2 separate regions of the Mus musculus genome follow, and region 1 is linked to region 2. The links are chromatin contacts, called in public HiChIP or PLAC-seq maps. All regions are on one chromosome and are shown on one strand. The core of a region is the stretch at or near the end of the contact, and the rest is flanking DNA. Distances in the headings are between cores, read along the strand shown.

Region 1 (6,570 bases), core at 162-2,661, 200 kb after region 2:
AACCTCAGTTGAACAATTGCCTCTTTCAGATGGACCTGTTGGCATGTTTATGGGGTATTTTATGGGTTAGAGATTGCTGTGGAAGGGGCTGGGGAGATGGCTCAGTGGGTAAGGGTACCTGCGTAAGCAGGAAGACCTGAGTTCAAGTCCCCAGAACCCATGTAAAAGCCAAGTATGGCCAATTGTGCTTGTGACCCAGCATTCTGAGAGGCAGACGCAGGCACATCCTAGAAGCTCATTGGCCACATAGTCTAGCCCAGAAGGCAAGCTCCGAGTTCAGTGAGAGACCCTGTAGGGGAATGAGGTTGACAGTGGTGGGCTAAGAGACTAGACTCTGACTTCCATATGTGCTCATGTGTGTGTGTACAGCTATAGGCATGGGCATGCAGACTCATAGATGCACAGACACACACAGTGAATTCATGAAGAAATAAATGAATGAATTTATAGGATTATGATCTGTTACTGTCTTCAAGTCTGCCTCAGCCATTGGGGGAGTTTCTATTGGCATTTTTGAGGCACAGAACTCTTTGTTGTGGAGAGTTTCCTATGCAATGTAAAAACTCAGAAACATTCCTGGGTGCAACCCTTCGGAGGCCAATAGCACCCACAGCAGTTGTACAAACCAAAAGTACACAGAGACTTGGCCAAGCATTCCCTGGGCAGGTTGTGGGGAACAAACTTGGCCCTGACCAAGAGAGAATGGCTATAGCAACAGCAAATGGCTGCAAGCAGGTTCCATGACTTCTGAAGTTGGTGACCACTTCACTCAGCCTCTGTCTAGTCCCCGGAAATACCAGCTGGGATAGGCATGGAGCTCTCTCCTGAGTGGCTAGGCAGGATAGAACATGCTGTATGTCCTGAAAAGAAATCCTCACTAAGCCCAACTGCCTGCCTCAGATAGGTCCTAGCCAAATTCTCAAAGCAGTAGCCCTTGATAAATTAATAAACGTATCTTAGGGGTGTGTGGGGTGTTGAATGAAGACGTCCTCTATGGTGCTGCTTCTCTGTTCCCAGCAGCAATTGAAAAGGAATCCCTGAGAAGAAGGCACACCACTATTTATTTATGAAGCAAGTTGTGGGGAAACGATACCTGTTGCTTTAAAAACTGAGTCCTGAAATCAGGATTGCTCACAAGCCGGAATTGCCAGATATTTGGGTGTGGACGCATGGTATGCTGAGAAAACAAGATCTAGCCTTCTGTGTTCTTGCTAATCTTTCTTCCGAGAAACTATTTTGAAGATGTAAGGGTGGAAGAAAACATCTGGTTTGTGGGAAAAATCTTAAGGACATGTTTTTTCTTCCCGCCACTCCCGAGGTGGAACGTGAGCAGATTCACAGGCCTTAGCAACAAGATCAATAACAACAGACTGATGTAATGATTCCAGGCAGAGGGCAGAGCACATCAACAATGACTATAAAGCAAGAGCAACTTGTGAGGAAGGGTGGAGTTCTACAAGGATAGGAGAAGGGGAGGGGCACGCAGAAGGAGGGCAAGATGCGGCATAAATATGCTGAAGGGGAAGAATTAGGCTCACACCCCAGAATGGCCGGAAAAATGAATGTTTGCCTTCTCTGGCTGATTATTTGCTTAGCGATAACTTAGAGATAGATGCCTTTGGCTGCGTTTCTGCCAGCTCCTCTGTAGTATTTGGATTTACAAAGAGGAACCATCAGACAGATGCTTCAACTCCTTTCACTGGCGAGTCACTTCATGGGTTCTCCCATGTGCAATCCTTCTCCGCCAGGGTTAGAGGCATGGATCATTGGTGTCAACCTGGTCTAGATTGTGTGCCATGTGCTTGCCATATTTTCTTCATTTTAAAAAATGTCCAGGGAAATGTTTGGAAGTAAAGTGGTCTGACCACAATTTGCCCTATTCAGAGAAAGTCAAACTAAGACAAAGGCTTGGTTCTTCAAACCTTCCACTCTACAGTCTGATTGCAAAATGGGTCCTGAGGAGTGGGTGGTCACTTCCCATTCTTCCTCAGATATTGCCTGAGCATTTTCTGCTATAGCAAGCACCACCCTGGCCCATCCTTCTCTCCCAGTTCCCTGGCTGGCTTCCCTGTCACCTGCTGCTGATTATGAGCAGACAACAGTAGATAAGGAGGCCACTGAATGTGGGGAATGGGAGGAGTAGCTAGAGATGGTCCATTCAGCTGTTTTCCCAGAAACAGATGACCCTAAGAGTCCCACTTCCCAGAAGGCAACTCTAGCCATGACCAAAGTTCTACCCCACAATCCATTTCTCTGCCCTTCCAGCCCTAAGGTTTACTGGCTAAAATTCCCTACTGGGAATCCTAGCTAACTCACCACTCCCAAGTTGTTAGGTTTAGGACTATGGCAAATCAAAGATCTTCCTCTCTCTCTCCTCCCTCCCCACCCCCCGTGTGTGTGTGTGTGTATGTGAGAGAGAGAGAGAGAGAGAGAGAGAGAGAGAGAGAGAGAGAGAAGAAGAAGAAGAAGAAGAAGAAGAAGAAGAAGAAGAAGAAGAAGAAGAAGAAGAAGAAGAAGAAGAAGAAGAATGTAAAATATTTTACTGGAGACAAACAGAGAGATGATACCTAGCTTTTCCGAAGAAACCATGCAAGCAAGAAAAGTAGAATTTTCAGAAAGAAAATAGTCTACAATTCTATATACTGCAAAATAGAATTCTATACCCCCCAGATTATAATAGCATTTGTGACTGGCCCATTTTCTGGCTAGATATGGTGGTGTTGAGATTATTTAATCCCACCCTGGTGCTTCTACCCTGCCTTAGACCAGTTAGTTCCCAGATGAAAGACACACACACACACACACCATTTACATTTACAATAAGCCTTAAACAATACAAGGGTTGGTAGATACCTACCATCTACGCTGACACGGTTTCTCTGTATAGCCCTGACTGTCCTGGAACTCATTTTGTAGACCAGGCTGGCCTCGAACTCAGAAGTTAGCCTGCCTTTGCCTCCCAAGTGCTGGGATTAAAGTTGTGTGCCACCACTGCCCAGTTAGAGTCTACTTTCCTATCGATGACTCTGCATTATTTCTTACTACTTACTATGCTTCATTTGGGCTTTTCTTAACTCCAATTGGGCAGCCCTCAGAGCCATATTCTCTTGACTCCTAACCCATGGTGGCTTCTCCTTCCTTTTCCTGCACTCTTCTTCCTCCTCAAAGTCCTCTCTCCAAGCCCATGAAACCTAAATCCCACCTCTGTCTTCTGCCCAGCGATTGGCTGTTAGCATCTTTATTTACCAATCAGAAACAACTTGGAACCAAGGTATAAGTAAGTTTTTGGGATAACCAGGTCTTGGGGACCTGCACTTAGCATTATAATAGATAGCAAAAGACCAAACCTCAACAAATACAGTAAGACAATTTCTTTATCGAGAAGAAAAATGATAATAGTCAGCAGTGTGTACAAAAGAAATAAATGAAGGTAAAACAAAAGCTTGGATTTATTCTGTCCTTAGGTGGTCTAGCAAATGGTTTTATTTGAAATAGTAAGGTAGTCATCAATGTATGAAAACATGAACCTTGGGGCCAACCAAGTATTTTATGCAGGAAAACCTCTTTAAAGATAAGGACACAGAGATTGTGTGTGTGTGTGTGTGTGTGTGTGTGTGTGTGTGTGTGTGTGTGGTGTGTGGAGTGCATTGGGCACTGTGACAAAAGCTTGTAGTCCTAGCATTTGAGGAGATAAGGCAAAAGGAACAGGGGCTCAAGTTCACCCTTTCTCAACTTCAAGGCCAGCCTGGGCTATCTGAGACCCTCTCTCAAAAATGAAAAACAAACATCAAGTAAACAAAATGAACACACCCTGCTGACACTGTGCAGAATAAAGTAAGGGCTGTTGTGACATCTGGATCCCCCCTTCCCAGCACGGGCAGAGTGTTCCTCAGGGCAGGAAGATGAGTTGGGTGGAAAGGTCAGCTCCATTGTTTTCCATTCCTGTCTTGGGAAGCTCTTCTTGTTCCCACACCTCTTATCTTGAGAACCTTCGTTTCAGGTTTTTAACTTTGTATTGTTTCAGACAGGGCAAATCTCTGTTGTCCCTAGCTTGTAGGAATATGGACATCATTGTATTGCAAAAGGGACCTTTTTGTTTTTCAAATCTTGAGAAACCGCACCCCAAGAAGAACCCCTTCCCGCTTCCAAGTTTCATATATTTAGCCCTTGATTCACCCTGAGTAAGGTGTATGCACATAAGCTGTTACGTTGAGTATCATCTAAGAGAGCTGTAACACTGAAGAGTTATAATACTAAAACCTTCAGAGAAGACCACCAACCCTGGTGTTCAATGCCGTACTGAGATCCTGTGGACCCACTAGTTCTGGACTTCGCTCTATCCTTCTCCACCTAGTGTACAACAGTATCTGGACACCCTGAGGAAAGAAGCAGAAAATGGATGTGTGTGTGTGTGTGTTATATAATTTCTTAGCGTAGATGTTTTTTTTCATTCCTTCTTCCATTTTTATTTAGACAAGGTGTCATGGTGCCCAGCTTGATCTCCTTCCTGTGTAGCTGGCAATGAACTTGTATTCCTGATTCTCCTGCCTCCATCTCCCAAATCTTGGGAAGACAGGCATGTACCAGTACGTCTGCTGAGGCTGCATGCTCAATGGACTTTTTGGTGAGATTTTGGGTCAGGAATAAAAGTTGTTAAATACTTTTTATTCATATATAAGGTGATCACATACTTTATATATGTGTTTTCACTTTCTGTTAATTTAGTGATAATCGATACATTTAACAGTTGAAATTCTAATAACTTTAGTAAAATATAATCCACATACCATAAAACTAATTGTATAGTCATTCTTGGCTACCTAGTAAGTTTGAGGCTTCTCTGGGTTACATAAGATCTTCAAAAATAAACCAACAGCAACAATAACAAATATTTAAAATATTTTGGTAATTCTAGTCAAATAATATGTTTTTGTTACTCTATTTTTAGTTTTGTGGCATGTTCCTGTGATTGCTAATAGACTTTCTTTTTGAGACAATTTCTCAAAAATTTCTCTTAAAAATCTTTTTGAGAATTTCTCAAAAATTTCTCTTAAAATTTTTTTTTGAGAATTTCTCAAAAATTTCTCTTAAGTTTCTTTCTGACATTTATTTTAGGTGTATACATATTCCTGAGAATATGTGTGTGCATCATATGCATACAGTGCCAACAGAGGCCAGAGTGGATATCTGATTCCCTGCAGTTAGAGTCACAAATGGTTGTGAGCCACCATGTGCATGCTGAGAACTGAATCCAGGGCCTCTTGCAAGAACGGTAAGAGTTCTTTCTCCAGCTCCAACTTCTCAACTTGTTAACACTATATATTATATGCATATCTATCTCTATCTATCATCTATCTATCTATCTATCTATCTATCTATCTATCTATCTATCTATCTATGGAACAGCTCACATGTTGACCTACAAAGTTCTGTAACTCTAGCCCCAAGGGATCTGATATCTTCTTTTGGCCTTTGCGGCACCAGGCAGGCACACAGGCACACAGGCACACAATACACATAAGTACATGCAGGGAAAGTAGTCATACACATAAAATAAAATAAATAAAATGAAATAAAATAAGTAAATCTTTAAAAATTGATACCCCAAAGTAATACAAAAATCCCCTTTAAGAAAATTATGTTCAGGGGTCTCTGTATTCTCCACATGTCTGTGGGCACCTGTGCATGTCAAAAGATGATGTTGGATCTCCTGGAGCTGTTATTATAGGTGGTTGTGAGCCAATTAACTGCTGAACCAGCTCAAACCACATCTCATAATGAAAGGTAATGCTCCCAAGTGTCCTACAGACAATAAGAGTCAAGGTTAAGTATTGAATGAGAACTTGAGACAGTGTTCTACAAATCCTCCCCTTACAGAAGAGGTCATGAATAGGGCATCTCCAAGTAGTTCCTGAGTGTCAGCTAGTAATGGGAGTAATGTGCAATTTTATGTGTTTTCAAAAGAAGTTCCTAATAGGAAACTAGAATCATTTCTCAGCATAACATAGTATGAGGTCTGCTTAAAATGATTCATGAAGAATGGGGTTTAGCATCTGTTTTACACCATGTTTCCAGTATCTAGGCAAGCACATAGGTAGGAAAGTGACTGATAGTAGGAATTTTATAAAACCTCAAGGCTAGGGTCTAAAAGGATGGCTCAGTGGCCAAGAGCTTATACTGCTCTTTTGGACAATCTAAGCTCAGTTTCCAGCACCCACATGAAGAGGCTCAGAACCTCCTATAGTCCTTGCTCTAGGGGATCTAATGTCTTGTTCTGGCCTCTGAAAGGCACTGTTTTCACATGCACAAGCCCTTAGTGAAGTACACACATACGCATTGTAAGATGGGTTCAAGAGATGATCCCATAGCTAAGAGGACCCAAGCTCCACTCTCAGCTGCCATGTAACTCACAACTCTCTGTAGCTCAAGTTCTAGGGAATGCAGTAACCTCTTCTTGTCTTCCTTGAGCACCAGTCACAGAAAGTGACATATACATTTGAGCAAAACATTCACCCACATAGAGTAAATTAAAACAATTTTTTTTCTTAAATAAATCCTTACTGATGACTA
Region 2 (7,070 bases), core at 621-3,120:
GATGATCGAGGATACCATATAAACCAAAACCTAATGCATAAGGCATTGTTAGATACTAGCTCCAAATCTCTTCCTCGTGAGGATTCACATACAGGAAGGACAGAGATGGGTAGAGGGCTCAGCTGGTAAAGCACCTGCTCTGTGGACCCGTGCTAAACCTCCAAATGTAAATGTGCACACACTTGTGATCCCAGCTTGGGAGAAATGGAGGCAGGCAGGTTTCTAAGGCTCACTTGTCAGTCAGTCTAGCTAAATCAGTGAGTCTCGGGTCAAGTGAGAGACCTTGCTCCTGAAAGAGTACATACCATTCCTAAGAAACCCACTAGTGTCTGCATGCACACACTTGCACACTTGTGTACCTGCAGACATACACACATATATATATGTGCGTACATGTACACACACACACACACACACACACACACACACACACTCACACAGTTGACATAAAGAAGCAAGGCTTCCAAGACACCTTCTTTTCCATGCCGCTCCATACCACCCAGGCACAGAGCTGTTATTTCCGGGTGACCTGGATGTGGAACAGAGCAGGAACAGGAGCAGGTGAGAATATGGGAATGAGCAAAGACAGTCCCTGTCTGAGATCATTCCACTCAAATACCTCCTATTCTTTAAATTTCAGCTCAAATGCCACTCTCTAAGAAAAGCTGGGGAAACTTAGTACGATGTCTTTTGCGGCTTCTATGCCTTTCCGTGTTTGCATGTCAGTACAATCAGGGCTGAGTGACACAACATACTAGACAATGCCTAAGGCTGAGTGAGGCACTGGGGATAGAGGTAGAAAGACATACGTAACTGTTGCTTGTGAATGGTTGCTTCTATAGAGATATGGTTCAATGCTCCCTGCCCCACCCCCATCCTTATCTCTATAGGCTCATGTGTTTGAAAACTTGGCTCCCAGCTGCTGATTTTGTTTTGGAAGGTTATAAAACTTTCACCAAGTGGATCCTTACTCCCTAGAGACAGTGGGTCGTATAGGGCAGGTCTTAAGGTATATAAGCTGATTTTCAGTGACCACCCCACTTCCTGTGGATACAGTACGATCAGGTTGTGCCAGCCAGCCTTCACTACTGTGACAGATGGTGCCTCTAAACACTGCAAGCCGGAATACTCTCTTCCTTCCTTAATCTGATTCTGGGCAAACCATTTGGTCACAGGAATACAAAAGCAGCCAGTCCATAATAGTACCTGGTAAAACTGTAGATCACTGGTTCTCAACCTGCGGGTCATGAACTTTGAGGGTCAAAGGCTTCCTTGCCTAAGACCATTAGGAAACACTGATATTTACATTATGATTCATAACAGTTGCAAAAACACAGTCATGAGGTAGCAATGACAATAGTGTTATGGTTGGGGTCACCACAGCATGGGGAACTGTATTAAAGGGTCACAGCGTGAGGAAGGGTGAGAGCCACTGCTCTAGAGACTGCCACAATCCTGTTGTTCCTATTGATCCCAACTTCCAATTCACTCTGATTTTGACTCCCACACAGACTACCTTGAAACACCAGCTCTGGGCCTGAGAAGCAGGGGGAGCAGTCACCTTATGTCCACTCAACATCCCTCTCTTTGCATCGCCTATGGTTGCCGACAATGGACACAACACACAGGGACCTAATGTCTTATGCACAGCTTTGGTTCACCTATCAGAGCCTTGATCATTTGTTTCTAGTTCTCTTGGAGAAAAGGACATGGTTCTTAGTCTATAATGTGCAGAGGGGTCATTGACGACATCCACGCGAATGCCAGAACTCTAGTTGTGTGTTGTTCATCTGCCCATGAGGTACTCATTAGAGAGCATGCCTGAGTCTCTGACACTCTATTTGTGGCATTCCTGATTGTCTGCTCTAGGCATTAGGCATGCTGCTGTACTGTGCTGTCTTTAAGCTACCGAGTAGGGCAGTTGGGGCATGCCCATAAATGCTGAGCGATGTGTCATTCCAGAAGGGAGTCAGGTGTATGCTACAATGTATGAGTGAGGATGCTTATAGAAACGTGGAGGGTACAGGAGCTGAGACAATACTCAGCCACTTCAGTTCCTGGGTCAGGAGTGAGTGATGAGAATTCAAGCCAGTCAGCTGGGAAGATGGCTGAGGAGCCTTAGAGGGAATGTGATCCTAACTGGCATTTGATCCAGCCACTTAAAGTGACACTGTATGAAATGAAGGGAAGGGGGGCACACAGACATGGGGTGTTCTGACTCACTGTCTTTTGGGCAAAATGTTTGTTGAACCCACTGACCAAACTCCAAGGCAGGAGTTCTGTCTGATGCCACTTAAAACTAAAGGAATCTGAACCTCAGAATTTCAGGAACCACATGGGGAACGCAGAGTCTTCTGAAAAGATACATGAACACACTTTAAAAACAGGAAAAAGAGGGCTGGTGATTAAGAGCATTTGCTGTTCTTGCAAAGGACCTGGGTTTGGTTCCCAGTATCCACATACAACTGTCCCTAACTCTAAGTTCAGGGAATCTGGCACCCTCCTCTGACCTTCACAGGCACCAAACACAAATGCAGTGCACATATTTTCATGTAAGCAAAACACTCATACATACAAAATAAATATTTAACAAAGTGCAAAAGGCAGGCAGTTTGGTGGTGGGGCCTTCAAAACACAAATTTTTATTTGTAAGATTTATTTAATTTTTATTTTCAATTAGGTGCAAGAGCATGCGTGTATGCGTGTGCGTGCGTGTGTGTGTGTGTGTGTGTGTGTGTGTGTGTGTGTGTGTGTGTGTGTGTGTAGGTGACCCCTCAGAGACCAAAGAGGGTGTCAGACGACTTGGAGCTGGAGTTATAGAGTAGTTCTGAGCAACCCCATATGGGTGCTGGGACCTGAACTCAGGTCAGCTGCAACAATAGTATGATCGTGACTACTGAGCCCTAAAACCTTGGATAATAAGAAGTGGACTCTCTTTATCTTAGGAGGTTAAAGCATGACGGGACCAGCTAAGCCAGGGTATGAGTGGCAGAGGGAGTGGCGGCCATGACAATTAAATACACAAAATTAAAGAGAGATGAAACACTACTCAGGAGCCACAGACATCATAGCCCGTATCCCTACTACCTGTGACCATGTTTGCATGGGAAGGCTCACTTGTCCTAGCTCTCCTCAGTCATATCTACACAAAGCACCTTGTCATAAACTGGTTTGGCTAAGTGACTGTACGCTCCTTTCAGGACAACGAGAGCTCCTGGGGCAATGGCCAGGCCATCTAGTACCACTGAGATATGCTAGCAATTGGCATAGGCTGGACCACTGTCATGATTTTCTATGTTTGTGCTGTCAGATGGATAGATCCTTATCTAAAGCAGGCCGATTTAGACAGTTTTTGTATGGTCTTACAATCAAAATGGCCTCTTCTCCCCCACCCGCCCACCACAACTTTCAGTTGTTGTTGAACAGAGGGGTGGGGGGAGGGAGAGAGAAGCCCTCTGTGGATTCTCTTAATAGGGACCTTCCTACCATAAAGATCAGTTCTGCCTCATAAAGCCAAAAGCATTTACTATCTGGTAATATTTCACAGAACAAAATCAGCAGCCCCCTATCCTATAAATGTTATTTTTAATACCCCGTTATACACTAGAAGAATTTGGAGAGACTTCACTTTGGTCCAATGTGAATATTTCTTTCCACATATAAGAAAATACAATTCAGACTTTCTAAACTGTTACCTGTATGACTTCTTAGCTGTGTCTCCAGTTCATTTAAATCATCTGCGTGAAGCGTTCATTTGTTACTGAAAAGTTTATAACTCCCAGCTACTCACAGAAAAGGTCCTTTTCTTGCTCATACCTACCTCTTTCTTCTAGTCTGAGGCAAGCACTTACATTGAAATTAACATGTGGTGTTGACAGCAGAAGGTTCTAGAAGTCCCCTAGTCTAAGGTTAGAAACCAAAGCTTCACTTTCCTCTCCAGTTTCCTGTAACCTTTTTTTTTAAAACCTACACATAAAATTCTCCCTCCCCTCTCTCTCCGTGAGTGTGTGTGTGTGTGTGTGTGTGTGTGTGTGTGTGTGTAGTGACTGAATACCATTTGTCAATGTAGAAACTTCAAAGAGGAGGTGAAGGGAGTCACAATAACAACTCAGGCCGGAAGGAAGTTTTGGGATGTGGCTATATCTAAATAAGAGCCTCCCAGGCACGCCTCGGAGTTGACCTCTGGGCTTCACTAGACAAAGAGAATTGTAGATATGGACAGGCACTGGGGTCAGCTTGGCTCAGAAACTCACATTAAGTGTTTCTTCCTGCTTATCCCTAAATAAGAGAGACTCCTGTGCTGGCTGAGTTCTCAGGACTCTTACAATTCTTATATTTACTTGCCGGGAAAAGTCTACAGGATAGAAACTGCTATTATTACAAGACCATGTCCCAGAGAGGAATAACTAGCATTCAATCTGTTTAATTTCCCAAGACTGACTCAGACAATAAGCAAGCCAATACTTGCAACAAACTCTATTAGAACAGGGTTCTAAGCCTTATGCTATGGTGTCTCTAAATGTCACCCGGGTGACACATTGGTAAGACCCAGTGAAGATGGCTTTAAGTAATGTCTCAGTTTGTATAGCCCTTGTCTTCACTGGAGGAGAGACCAAGCATTTTGGTGGCCATCTACTCAGTGATAACTACCAATCATTTTCCTTTCTTATGTGTATGAGGGTTGGCCCGCATGAATACACACGCAGCATACACATGCCTGGTAGCCATGGGAGCCAGAAGAGAGTGTTGGGTCCCTGGAACTGGAGTTACAGAGAGTTGTGAACCCTCATGTGAGTGCTGGCCCCGACCTGGTTCTCTGCAAGAGCAGCCAGTGCTGTTAACAACGGAGCCACACTGTCACTTCTTGGGTGGGACATATAAAGGCCCACAGCAGAGGTACAGAGACTATTTCTCATTCTTACTTATGAGCCATGGTAGGGCACTGCCCCTGAGTAGGCACATTCTCTTGCTAGGAGAAGAGGGTCTGACACGAAAGAGCAATCCGGAGACTGCTCCAGGGCCTCACACATATGGGGACTCAAGGCATACTTCTGAAATGATTAGAATCTCCCATGAATGTTGCTTTTTATATAACATAAAATTAGAGACAGCTCTGGGTAGAATTTCTGAAAGGTTCTTGAAAAGAAAAGAAGAGAAGAGAAGAGAAAAGAGAGAGAGAGAGGAAGGAAGGAAGGAAGGAAGGAAGGAAGGAAGGAAGGAAGGAAGGAAGGAAGGAAGGAAGGCACTATTTTCAATAGCAAATGTTCTTAGCCTGGGCTTTGTGAGCGGAACGCAGTGGGTCCATGAACTCAATGAGTAAAGGCCTCAGCTTCTCTGACCTTTACCTGGAATGTATCGTTTATTTCTTTTTAAGTAATTCTTTATTATTTTATGTGTATAAGTGTGTACCTGCATGAATATATGTGCAGTGTGTGTGTGTGTGTGTGTGTGTGTGTGTGTGTGTGTGTGTGTGTGTGTATGCAGTGCCCTTGGGCGTGGGGGTGTGAGAAAACAGCGTTGGATGCTTTGGAATTGGAGTTACAGATGGTGGTGAGCTTGGTGAGTCGCTTTGTGGGTGTTAGGAAACAAACCTAGATCCTCTAACTCTGAGCACTGAGTGCTCTTAACTGCTTAGCCATCACTCCAGCACTGACATATTCTGAGTTATTTTTTAGTATTTGCTGTCCCTACGATTACGTTGCCATCATGGACATGTCCATAGCATGTCCATTTGAGAGAGATACCTTGACGAATGCGTGATTTAGTCCTCACTTGGATATCCTGTCTGTCCTTTCTTTTCAGATCTGCTGCTAGATCCTGCCCAGGCATTGTTACAGAAATACATATTCATCTATAAAAACATGAGATCATTGCATTTGAGCGCTATAATATTTCAGACGCGTTTACAAGTCCCTCTGAGCACTTCTACAGGATTCATCTGTCTTCAATTAGTTCACAGCACACACGCACAAGAAACAAAGTGCCCTTGGAAGAGGAGAAAGTACCCAAGTGCTGGCCTCTCTGACAGTTTCCTACAGTAGAGTTAAGATGGACTCGTCTCCCTGGGATGTGGGGAGCAGATGCCACAGGTAGATCTGCTTGGATTGGTGTATGGCTTTCCACCAAAGCAACTGGGGCTTCTGTTCATGGCTTTGATTAGCCTGGGAAGGAGCTCAGTGCTATAGTGGGAAGCCCTCTGTGAGTGTCCTCTTAGGAAAGACAAGTAGCACACAGTGAGCTCTGTCAGGCAGGGAGCTAAGCTATGCCCGATGTGCGCGCATTGTGTTGCTTTACTTCCATCAGTCCTGAGTCGGGTTCTGTTTTACCTACATTATGGAGGTCGGGATTGTGTTTCGGCTGCTCAGGATGTGCTCCCTTGATAAAGATCCCTTCGTCACCCCCCATAGGTGCTGAGTAAATAAATAAATAAATCACCTATGTGGGGGGGTGACGAGGTACTTGAGGCAGGGACTCAGGATAGGATGTTCTTCCTTCTCTTGTTGTATCTCAGTCTAGTCCCACTTCTTTCCTGGACAATTGCATTCTTATCCTGTGGCTTCAGATGATCACGGAGACATATGAACATCATCACACTTCAAGGGTCACTGAGGTCTCTCCAAGGAGCTCTCTTGATGCCCTGTCATGTTCATTACTCTACACACCAGATCACCAAGGCAAGCAGAGAACCACCACCTAGGTCCCTTCCTAGTGTACAATTACACTAATGAATTCTCCCTCCAAATGCCTTCATTGGCATGGCTCAACCACTTTAAATATTAACACAAGAGTCCATGTCTCAAGTTCATCTCTGTTCATCGGGCTGTTATCAAGACATAAATAACAATCCATTTAGAATTTTAGTTTTAGTTTTTATTTTTCTCTTCTGTGTCTGAGACTGTGTCTCATGTAGCTCAGGTTAGCTTCAAACTCAACACACAGCCAGGGATGACCTTGACAGCCTCCCCTTCAGAGTGGTAGCATTCCAGGCATGCTCCTCGTATGCAGTGCTAGAGGATGAACCACCAAGGCCTCAGGGCATGCCAAACAAGCAGCCTATCCAATGAATGGCA

What was found. HiChIP or PLAC-seq counts read pairs in DNA pulled down with a chosen protein or histone mark.
Region 1: a contact with region 2 is called in an HNF4G HiChIP or PLAC-seq map of pancreatic cancer cells. The contact joins two enhancer-like sites. A contact is called at or near these places in 1 of 15 datasets of contacts at CTCF or cohesin (CD8 T cells), 1 of 484 Hi-C or Micro-C datasets (bone marrow-derived macrophages) and 5 of 115 datasets of contacts at active chromatin or transcription factors (embryonic stem cells, fibro-adipogenic progenitors, pancreatic cancer cells and 1 more).

What each region holds. Positions count from the first base shown.
Region 1 is chr9:116,312,895-116,319,464 of GRCm38.p6, forward strand. No RefSeq gene overlaps it. Among named protein-coding and RNA genes, the nearest start is that of D730003K21Rik, 11 kb to the right of the region's middle. Within about 2 kb of position 1,412, at least 45 of the 459 cell types and tissues checked have an H3K27ac peak or open chromatin away from gene starts, as enhancers often do. A contact at or near this core is called in pancreatic cancer cells, where this site is marked.
Region 2 is chr9:116,110,506-116,117,575 of GRCm38.p6, forward strand. All of the region lies in intron 4 of Tgfbr2 (transforming growth factor, beta receptor II), which reads right to left. Among named protein-coding and RNA genes, the nearest start is that of Gm31292, 31 kb to the right of the region's middle. Within about 2 kb of position 1,871, at least 11 of the 459 cell types and tissues checked have an H3K27ac peak or open chromatin away from gene starts, as enhancers often do. A contact at or near this core is called in pancreatic cancer cells, where this site is marked.